Linked DNA regions of Sus scrofa: region 1 is linked to region 2. A link is a contact called in public Hi-C data. All regions are on one chromosome and are shown on one strand. The core of a region is the stretch at or near the end of the contact, and the rest is flanking DNA. Distances in the headings are between cores, read along the strand shown. Region 1 holds the start of ART4 (ADP-ribosyltransferase 4 (Dombrock blood group)). Region 2 holds the start of RERG (ras-related and estrogen-regulated growth inhibitor).

What was found. A called contact is a pair of places that touch in the nucleus more often than the background predicts.
Region 1: a Hi-C map of embryonic fibroblasts shows a contact between it and region 2, with 1.7 times the contacts expected there. The contact joins the promoter of ART4 here to the promoter of RERG in region 2. A contact is called at or near these places in 3 of 47 Hi-C or Micro-C datasets (embryonic fibroblasts, liver and retroperitoneal adipose tissue).

What each region holds. Positions count from the first base shown.
Region 1 is chr5:57,706,895-57,711,495 of Sscrofa11.1, reverse strand. ART4 (ADP-ribosyltransferase 4 (Dombrock blood group)) reads right to left here and starts at 2,644. Exons shown (of 3, transcript NM_001272094.1): 1 at 2,252-2,644. The coding sequence starts at 2,434.
Region 2 is chr5:57,347,715-57,352,804 of Sscrofa11.1, reverse strand. It overlaps RERG (ras-related and estrogen-regulated growth inhibitor), which reads right to left and starts at 3,419. Exons shown (of 5, transcript XM_003481681.4): 1 at 3,172-3,419.

The DNA.
Region 1 (4,601 bases), core at 1,395-3,894, 360 kb before region 2:
TTTGTATCACTGAAAACAGTCTTTTTTGCATATTGAGTTTTCTGAAGAAAAAAGTTAATAACCTTAAAATTTAACTATACTTTCTGTTTTCTTTCCTGATCCCATTCACATTCTTTGACAAGTGGGTTTTAAGGAGTAGCTCTTTCAGGAACACCTAAAGCCTGTATTAAGTCTCTGGATTTTATTTAAGAAAAGACTTGAGTGATGAGTAATGCTGGGTTCTCCAAGGGGATCCCCCGTAAATGACAGACCTCTCCTCTGCCTGGGACCTAAAAAAAATGAGGGGAGAAGAAAAAAAGAACAAATGCAAGGGCTAAAATATTATTTTTACTGCTGAATGAGGCCCTGTTGGGGCACACATTTTGAGGTCTGATGGCTGGTGGGCTTGTTAAGGGTAAACCCAGAAGGAGGCTGACTTGCCCACCTACTGTAGGCAGTATTGGATTGCAGCCTATCCAGGTAAGATTCTTATCACAGAGGAACAGAGAACTCATGCCTTTTGCCATCACTCTAACTCCCAAGAGGAAGAAGAGCAGAGTCAAACTCAGCACATCCAGTTATTCTCTCTGACGTTACCAATTAGGTAAATTCACCCAGCTCCAAGGGAGCCATGTGAGGAAAGGGTTAAACAGTGATCAAGCATGTTCCTGGGAAAATCCTTCCTCTTAGAAAACAGGAGTGGGAAAAAGACATTTTTTCATGGGTACCCAACTGAATATTACTTATTGATATCTAGCACATATTAAATTGACGTTAGAGATTTGAATACAAATTCACTAAGTATCATTTCATAATTCCGAGCCATATTTTCAATTATCTAAATTCCAAGATGTTTCTTTCTTGGCAAAGAAATGATGCTTTTCTAATAAAGAGTAGTTGTGAAGGAACATAGTAAGAGATAAGATTCCACTCAGTGAATGTCAACAATGTTGCAGCTGGAACTCAAAAACATACCATTTATGTTATTTATGTTGAGAAGTCATCCGGTTGTGTGAAAATGAATAAAATTTTACGAATGCTTCCTGCTTTAGTATAAGCTATATTCACGGAACTATATTCAGTATCCTGAGATAAACCACAATGGAAATGAATCTAAAAAGTATATATATACATGTGTGTGTTTGTGTATGTATATATGTAATATATATATGAAACACTTTTCTCTATAGCAGAAATTGACACAACATTGTAAATCAACTATACATCAATTAAAAGAAACATTTAAGACTGCTTAAATGACTTAATAACTAAAGCAGGTTTACAAATAGTTCTATAGAATCTGTTTAAGCCAAAACAAAATAAAAAATATCATTTTCTGTTAAATCTTGTGAACTCTCAAACTTTAGTATAGTACTAGATCTCAAGTGTGTCTTCCATTATCTCTTAATATGAGTTATTTTTCCTTATATAGAACTTTATAATGCTTCTTCTGAGTTGAGCCATGTGAACAGGCGAAAGCGAAATAGACTTGGTTTATTTCATGTTATTTGTCCTACAGACACAGTGTTTTACTTAGTGTTTTATGGATCATCAAGAAAATAATGCTATGCCTCTAGCTTTCATGATGCCACATTTGTGAACTGCAAAGAACTCTGAAATTTTTCTTTTATTTCTTTCTTGCCACACTTACAGCATATGGAAATTTCTGGGCTAGGGGTTGAATCAGAGCTATAGCTACTACGACACAACTACAGCCATATGGAATCTGAGCTGCACCTGCAACCTACACCACAGCTTATGGCCATGAGCGAGGCCAGGGATCAAACCGGCATCCTCAGGAACACTATGTCAGGTACTTAACTCACTGAGCCACAATATGAACTGTAGAACTCCACATTTTTTTTTTTTTTTGTCTTTTTGTCATTTCTTGGGCCACTCTCGCGGCATATGGAGGTTCCCAGGCTAGGGGTCGAATCGGAGCTGTAGCCACTGACCCATGCCAGAGCCACAGCAACACGGGATCCGAGCTGCAGTCTGCAAACTTCACCACAGCTCACAGCAACGCCGGATCCTTAATCCACTGAGCAAGGCCAGGGATCGAACCTGCAACCTCATGGTTCCTAGTAGGATTCGTTAACCACTATGCCACGACAGGAACTCTGAACTCCACAATTTTTAAACCTTGTTTTCAACCCCTTTGCTAGCATTCCTTGTTAAAATGTCTAAATGGAATCACATTCCAAGGGACTAAAAGTTGTCACCAGGAGCACCCCCGTATGGAAGCTCCGATCATGAAGAGATCGCCTCCTACCTGGGAACTCACCGTGGGGCTCTGCAGACTCGAGCACAGCAGCAGGAGAGGCAGTGGTCCCTTCAGGAGCCAGATTCTCACTTCAGGGGCTGCAGCAGTTGGAAGAGGAGTCCTCCTGCCTCTGTGGGTCAATGGACGGCTTTTGCTTGGGTTGAAAATACTTCTTCGTACTTGCAACTTCATCCTGAAATGAACTCTCTCTTCCTTGGAGGTTTTCTTTGGGTGAGTCTCAGTGAGAACCTTCCTTGCCCACATCTATGTTGAGACTTCTGCTGACCACCATCAAATAGGAGCTCTTCCAAGGGAAGAGATGAGCTCCAGCTCACTTGGAAAGCTGAAATCTCTGTGAAATAGCCAGACTTGTGCACCAAATAAGGTATTTTTAAAAGTGAATGCGTTAGTTTCCAGTAGAAAAAAAAAATCCTGCTCTAGTCTGTATGAATTCCAAGAGCTTGTTAAGGTTCAGGCTCACGAGCTTGGCCTTTCTTAGCTTGTAAAGGGTCAGCCTCACCAGTTCAGGCTTTCTAAGCAGGAAAAGCACACACTGTGCAGTGTCTGGGGCCAAGTGGCCTTATCTTCAGCTGCAGCTTCCACTGGGGGTGATAGGATTGGGTTATGCAGGTCACTAGGAAGATGCTAGTTCAAGGTGGATCTCTGGTGGGCTTATCTGGTGCTGCTGGTAGGCCCTGCCCAGAAAAAGCTGTCACAAAGTACTACAGTAGAGTTCCTATCAAAAAGAAGACTCTCTCTGCTGCTTTTCTTTCTTTTTTATTTTTTTAACTTTTATTTTTTTCCTTTGTACAGCATATGGAAGTTCCCAGGCTAGGAGTCGAATCAGAGCTGCAGCTGCCAGTGTATGCCGCAGCCGCAGCATCACCAGATCTAACCCGCCTCTGTGACCTATGCTGAAGGTCATGGCAATGCTGGATCCTTAACCCACTGAGTGAGGCCAGGGATTGAAACCACATCCTCACAGACACGATGTCGGGTTCTTAACCCACTGAGCCACAACATGAATGCTTCTACTGCTTTTCTACTGAACGTTTAAAATCGTCCACTCCAGAAATCATACCTGTTGGGGTCTCAGATCTTCTGTTTTCTTTTCTGAAGGCACCAGAGTCTCAATCCACACTAGCTTAGTTTGTAATGAATTGAAATGACTACTGTCAGGAAACAGCCTCTGGAGTTCCCGTTGTGACTCAGTGGGTTAAGAACCTGACTAGTAAATGTGAGGACACGGGTTTGATCCCTGGCCTCGCTCAGTGGGTTAAGGATCCTGTGTTGCCGTGAGCTGTGGTGTGGGTCGCAGATGTGGCTCGGATCTGGCATTGCTGTGGCTGTGGTACAGGCCAGCATCTGCAACTCCAATTTGACCCCTAGCCTGGGAACCTCCATGTGCTGTGGGTATGTCCCTAAAAAGCCAAAAAAAAAAAAAAAAAAAAAGACAGCCTCTGAACATCTGACAGTACTCAGTACTCAAACTCAAAAGTAAGTGACATCCTGCCAGAAAGTTTTATGTGTGCCAAGTTCATTCAGCACAAATGTCCTATGAAAAACCCTCTCTTAGGCATATCCCTTTCTAGTCTGAACATCCTTCCTCTATTCCCAACCCTTGGGGTAATTATTCTTGTAAGTATTTCCCACTTATACATTCCAATTCATTATTTAACTGTGATGAGAAACTAAATCTTTTTCTGAAAATTTTGGTATTTTTTTTTCAGTACCCAAATATCTATCTATCTATCTCTCTCTCTCTCTTTTCAGCCATGTTCACAGCATACAGAAGTTCCCTGGATCAGGACTGACCCCATGCCACAGCAGTTACCCAAGCCACAGAAGTGACAATGCTGAATCCTGAACTTGCTGAGACACAAGGGAACTCCTGAAAATACTTTTTTTTTTTTTTTTTTGTCTTTTTACCTTTTCTAGGGCTGCTCCCGCGGCATATGGAGATTCCCAGGCTAGGGGTCTAATCGGAGCTGTAGCACCAGCCTACGCCAGAGCCACAGCAATGCGGGTTCCGAGCCAGGTCTGCAACCTACACCACAGCTCACGGCAACACCGAATCCTTAACCCACTGAGCAAGGCCAGAGATTGAACCCACAACCTCATGGTTCCTAGTCGGGTTCGTTAACCACTGCGCCACCATGGGAACTCCGTGAAAATATTTTTAATTTAAATTTTCTGACAGTTACAGCAGCTATGTCTCATTACAAAAGTTCAGAATATCTAGACAAGTATAAAGGAGGAAATAAAATTACTTTTGACCCATCATCTGGATAAAGGTACTATTTAGATTTAGGTTTTGGTTTTATATGCACACACATACACACATTCTAGCACAGAAATA
Region 2 (5,090 bases), core at 2,170-4,669:
GTTTATCTATGTTCACACTAGATCACAGGGTCAAGTCATGTGACAGATACCCATGTTCCAGGAATGGTTATATAACATCTAGATTTTATGTTTTCTGGGCATAAGGCCCTCATACACATAAGATAAACACCCTGTGCTGACTTCTGATTCCTTTCCTATGACAATCTCAAGTAAATTAGTTTATGGTACTGTCCTGACACTTGGGAAGTGACATTACATACAACATAAGCACATCGTATATACGTGGGTGCTTTAGGAACAACACTTAGATTCTTGGTATCATGGAAATGAAAGGTTGGAAATAGCCTTAGTAGTCAAAGAAAAAATCCTCCAGGAGTTCCCACTGTGGCTCAGTGGGTTAGGAAGCTGATGTTGTCTCTCTGAGGATGTGGGTTCAATCCCTGGCCTCGCTCAGTGGGTTAAGGATCTGGTGTTGCTGCAAGGTGCAGTGTAGGTCACAGATGCAGCTTGGATCTGGCATTGCTGTGGCTGTGGCGTAGGCCGGCAGCTGCAGCTCCAATTTGACCCTTAGCCTGGGAACTTACATATGTAGCAGGTGTGGCCGTTTAAAAAAAAAAAAAGAAAAAGAAAAAATCCACTAGCCATCACTAGAATTTTTCCTTTTTATCAGACAACCATCTAACAACCATCCTGTGTCTGATTTACCACTTCCAGGTATAGGGGGAGAAGGGGCATTAAAGTAACTTTTAACTCGGAGCCTTCAAGTAGCCTAGTAGCTATTAGGAACCTTTGCTCTGTTCAAGACTCCTGCTTTCTAGGAAAATGAGACCTGGTGTCTTCCTTGTTCTTTATAGGACGTCTGTTCTTGTTTATATTTTTTTGACCCTCGCCTTGACCATTAGCAGCTCCCACCTCTGGCACTTGCTACTTTACTCACTCTAGAAGCCTGGCATCTACTGCATTTGCCCCTTGAGATGTGACCTGACCATGACCCAACAAAAGTTTCATGAGATTCTTCCTCTTTGTCATCTGGGCACTGGGGGTATATTTCCACAGTAATTCATACTAAGGCTCTCCAGTTCTGAACTTCTGCAATCAATGTTTTCAACTTAAACCCAAGACTTCACTTTCAAGTCTGTTATCTAAACAAATGAACTGCTTCTGCCAGCTTGTTGGCATCTATAAATTTTCAAAAGGAGCTTCTCCGGAGCAAGAAAGAAGTAAAGGTTCTTTTGAAAAAGTGTTTCTACAAAGAAATTGTTTCCTTCATGCAATTGTTTCCTTCATTATGCATCTAAACCATTGATCTGTACCTGACAAATTTTGCATTTGCTGATTTCTACAGTGCCAGAGTTTCCTCGGAAGGACAAAAAGGTCAATACTAACATTGGCTGTGGTTTACTTCATCCCAAATGAAAAAACTCCTTAGAGATCATTAATAGCATAAACCCCAGAAGGATTTAACATCTGTAATTTGTCTAGTCCCATACTTTTGGCTAAAGATAAAAGAATTTTATTTGTCATTTTATATGCATTCATTAAGTAAAGGCCTCTATGTTTAAGGTTCAGAGCCTCATCACAGAAATATCACAGAAGCATAATATATCGAGATATATTATCTAAATACCTTCTAAATAAGAATGGCAAGCATTTCTTTGAAACATAGAACATGAAAGTGTCTGGAGCTTATATAAACAACAATTTATTTCATGCAAAACTGTTCATTCCCATGCACATAAAATCCAGATAATTTACTATCTGATTTATGCTTCAAGAAAGTAGCCATCAAATGTGATTAAAAAAAAAATTGCTAAGTTAATTTTTCAGTAACTCCCAAATAGCCTCAGAGGCATAGGAATTTGACATAAGAAAGGAAAATTGTGTGGATTAAATTTTTCATATGTACCTGAATCAGGATACAGCTAGTTACTGCCTATCTTATGTTATGTTTAGAAACATCCCTTAAAGACACAAAACGGACATACACCCTTCAACATTTTATTTCTCACATGAAAATGTGCAAAGTTACATTTGATAAATGTATAAAACAAAGATAAATGTGTACATTATTTTAATAAGTGACCTGTTGCCAAGTCTCTGATGTTCTAAATAATTCATGATCCAAGACCTTCCATAACATGGATCTAAAAAGACATTCGTTTTCATGTTGTTGTGCAGAAATATTCTGGCTGGGTCTTGAAGCTGCCATTCACCTTTTATATGGATAGTGCTTTATTAGGACAAAAACTTCTTAGTTCCTATCACTCCTAGAGCTAAAATCACACTTAGATATTTCAGAGATTAAAGGTGTATTGATTTTTTTCCCCTAAACATAAAGATACCAAAATAACGCTTAGAATAAGAAAAAAAAAAAAAAAAAAAAAGCCAGACTCGAAATTCTGTGTTACTATTAATGCATGCATTGATTCATGCCACTTTTATGCTAATCATAAAAGCGGCCACCTTCAAGGAGCTTACAATCCCATAGATGTATGACATTTGGTTCACTAATAAGCTGATTTTTAAACTTATTTAAAAAATAATTTATGCATCATAAACCATTTTTCAGACTATTATACTTATCAAGGTCCATGCTTTCTACTTCCTCTTGGCAAAAAAAACAAAACAAAAAAACAAGCATCTTGATAAGGTATATACGATTTATAAGATAATAGTGTTTCTAACTGCTGTATTTATGGTCTCATCAAAATAAAGTGCAGGTGTTTAGGGAAGCAAAGAATCTAGTCTGGTCGTGGGAATCTAGTCTGGTCTTCCGGCTGCTACTTCCCTAGCTCTGAAATCAAGTTTTCCTGGTCTCAATATGAGGAATTCTCCCGCATTTTATCACAACGCAGCACGCACAGGGATGAGTACCGTTGTAAGAGACTCCTGGCTATGGCGTTATTCTGAAAGCAACAGGTATCCTGGAACGATAAACAAACCCATCATGGACTGCGGGTCACTTGCTTTCAACCTGGGGAGCAAACGCTGCCTAAGTCAAAAGGGCATTCTAGGTCTCAGCTCTGACCGAGGGCGCTGTCAAGCTCGGGGCACCAGCGCTTACATCTCCCTCTCGGCGACCCCCAAAGCCCTGGCTGAGAGGACCCCGTGGCCAGGAGGGCCGCCCCGGAGGCCGAGCGTTCAGGGGCTCGGAAGGGTCTTCAGGAAGTCATCCCGAAAAAGCCACCTGGGCACGTGCGTGACACTCACCTGTTCACACTCTCCAGGCCCAGAGAGCCGCGGTCCCCCTGCAAGTTCAGAATCAGTCCCCCGGGACCGCTACCCCTCCCACGCTGCGCGGCCCAATCTGTGGGTGGCGTTTCCCGGCTGCTGGGCTGCGACTGCGGGGGGCAGCGGCAGTAGCAGTAATAGCTGGCGGAGTGGCCCGGGTCTCCCCGCAACCACTCTCTCCGACTAGCGGCGGATGGACTGCGGCAGGACGCGGGCTCCGGCGGACGAGGCCGCCGGGATGCTGCAGTGTGGCGCTCGCGCGCCCCCTACTGGGGCTAGCGCTCGGCTCCTCCAGCGAAGCCGCCTCCAGGCTGGATCATTCAAAAATCAGTTTTCGAGCTGCACTCGGACAGGCTTCCCTTTTCTCCTGCTAGATTCCCGGCCTCTAGGTTCTCGTTGAAGGATCTCACTCCTTGGGTTAAAACATTTGCCTGTAAAAGGATCAGTATGTGACCTTTTCGATTCCTTACTTCAGAAGGTCCTCACAACATCCCTTAGAGGTACGTTTAACTTTCCCCATGATTCCCACGAGGAAACAGAGGATAAATCACTTGTCCAAGGCTAGTAAATGGTTGGAATAAAAATCCAGGCCGATTGGAAGCTGAGATGCTAGGAGAGACATATGTACTGCATTAAATTGAACTTCATATCTCTATACTGGAGAAAGTTCCAAAAGATTCACATTTCCCCTTACAAGATCAGCATTTATAACGTTCGAATTGAAATCACACTCAATCATCCTCAAACCTAACGAAAATGATTAATATTTGTGCTGCGCTAGACTCCCTTTCACATCTCTCATCTCATCTGATATTTACTCCCTTCATTGAGGTAGGCACTCATTAAAATTATTAGCCTTCCGTGATTTCCTATTGTGGCTCAGCAGAGAGCCCACATTGTCTCTCTGAGGTTGCAGGTTCCATCCTGGGCCTTGCTCAGTGGGTTTAAGGATCTGATGTTGCCATGGTTGTGGTAGGCCCCAGCTGCAGCTTGGATTCAACTCCTAGCCCAGAAGTCCATATGCAGCAGGTGCAGCCATTTAAAAAAAAAAAAAAAATTGCATTTCAGAGCCAAGGAGGTGAGTTTCAGGGAGATTAAAAGATTTCCCAAAACTATGAAACTTTTGATGAGAAGCACGAAACACCCATATTATTTGTTTTCCTGTGAAGCCTGGTGTTCTTAACAAGACACCCGATGGCCTCCAGAAAACCACTGCCATGTCGAATAGACTAAGTGAACAGTGGTAGGTGAACAGTCTGTGTCCCTGATGGAAGCGGTGTAACAGGGCAGGCAGTTTCCAGGACCAGCTGACCTGGAAAGCCACCAGTTGTGAGCCATGCTGAATGGAGGAGCTGTGTCTGCACAAAGCTAGGAATTAGCTCCCTGAACAGGATCTTAATATATTTACTCACCTCATGAGATATTTTACCTTAAAGGTTAAAATTATTAGTCGCATAATAATTAGATATGTTAAAATTACTTATTACATAATAAAGCTACCTTAAGTAAAAATTATTAATTGCATATTAATGACATCTTAATTCATTGTGTTTAACCATATATTTGCTTATATTTAAATTTAAATGGGTTTTTATATATCTATATAATTTTTGTTTAACCATATATTTATTTTAGTCAATGTTAATTGACTTCTTGCTGTTTAAAGAGGAGGAAATTAGCCTCTTATTATGTCTCTCATGTTCCCCTCCTTCATCTTATATTTTTACTTTTTTTTTTTTTTTTTTGTCTTTTTAGGGCTGCACCCACAGCACATGGAGGTTCCCAGGCTAGGGGTCAAATCATAGCTGTAGCTGCTGGCCTGCACCACAGCTACAGCAACGCCTGATCTGAGCCACGTCTGCGACCTACACCACAGCTCAGAGCAACGCCCTATCTCT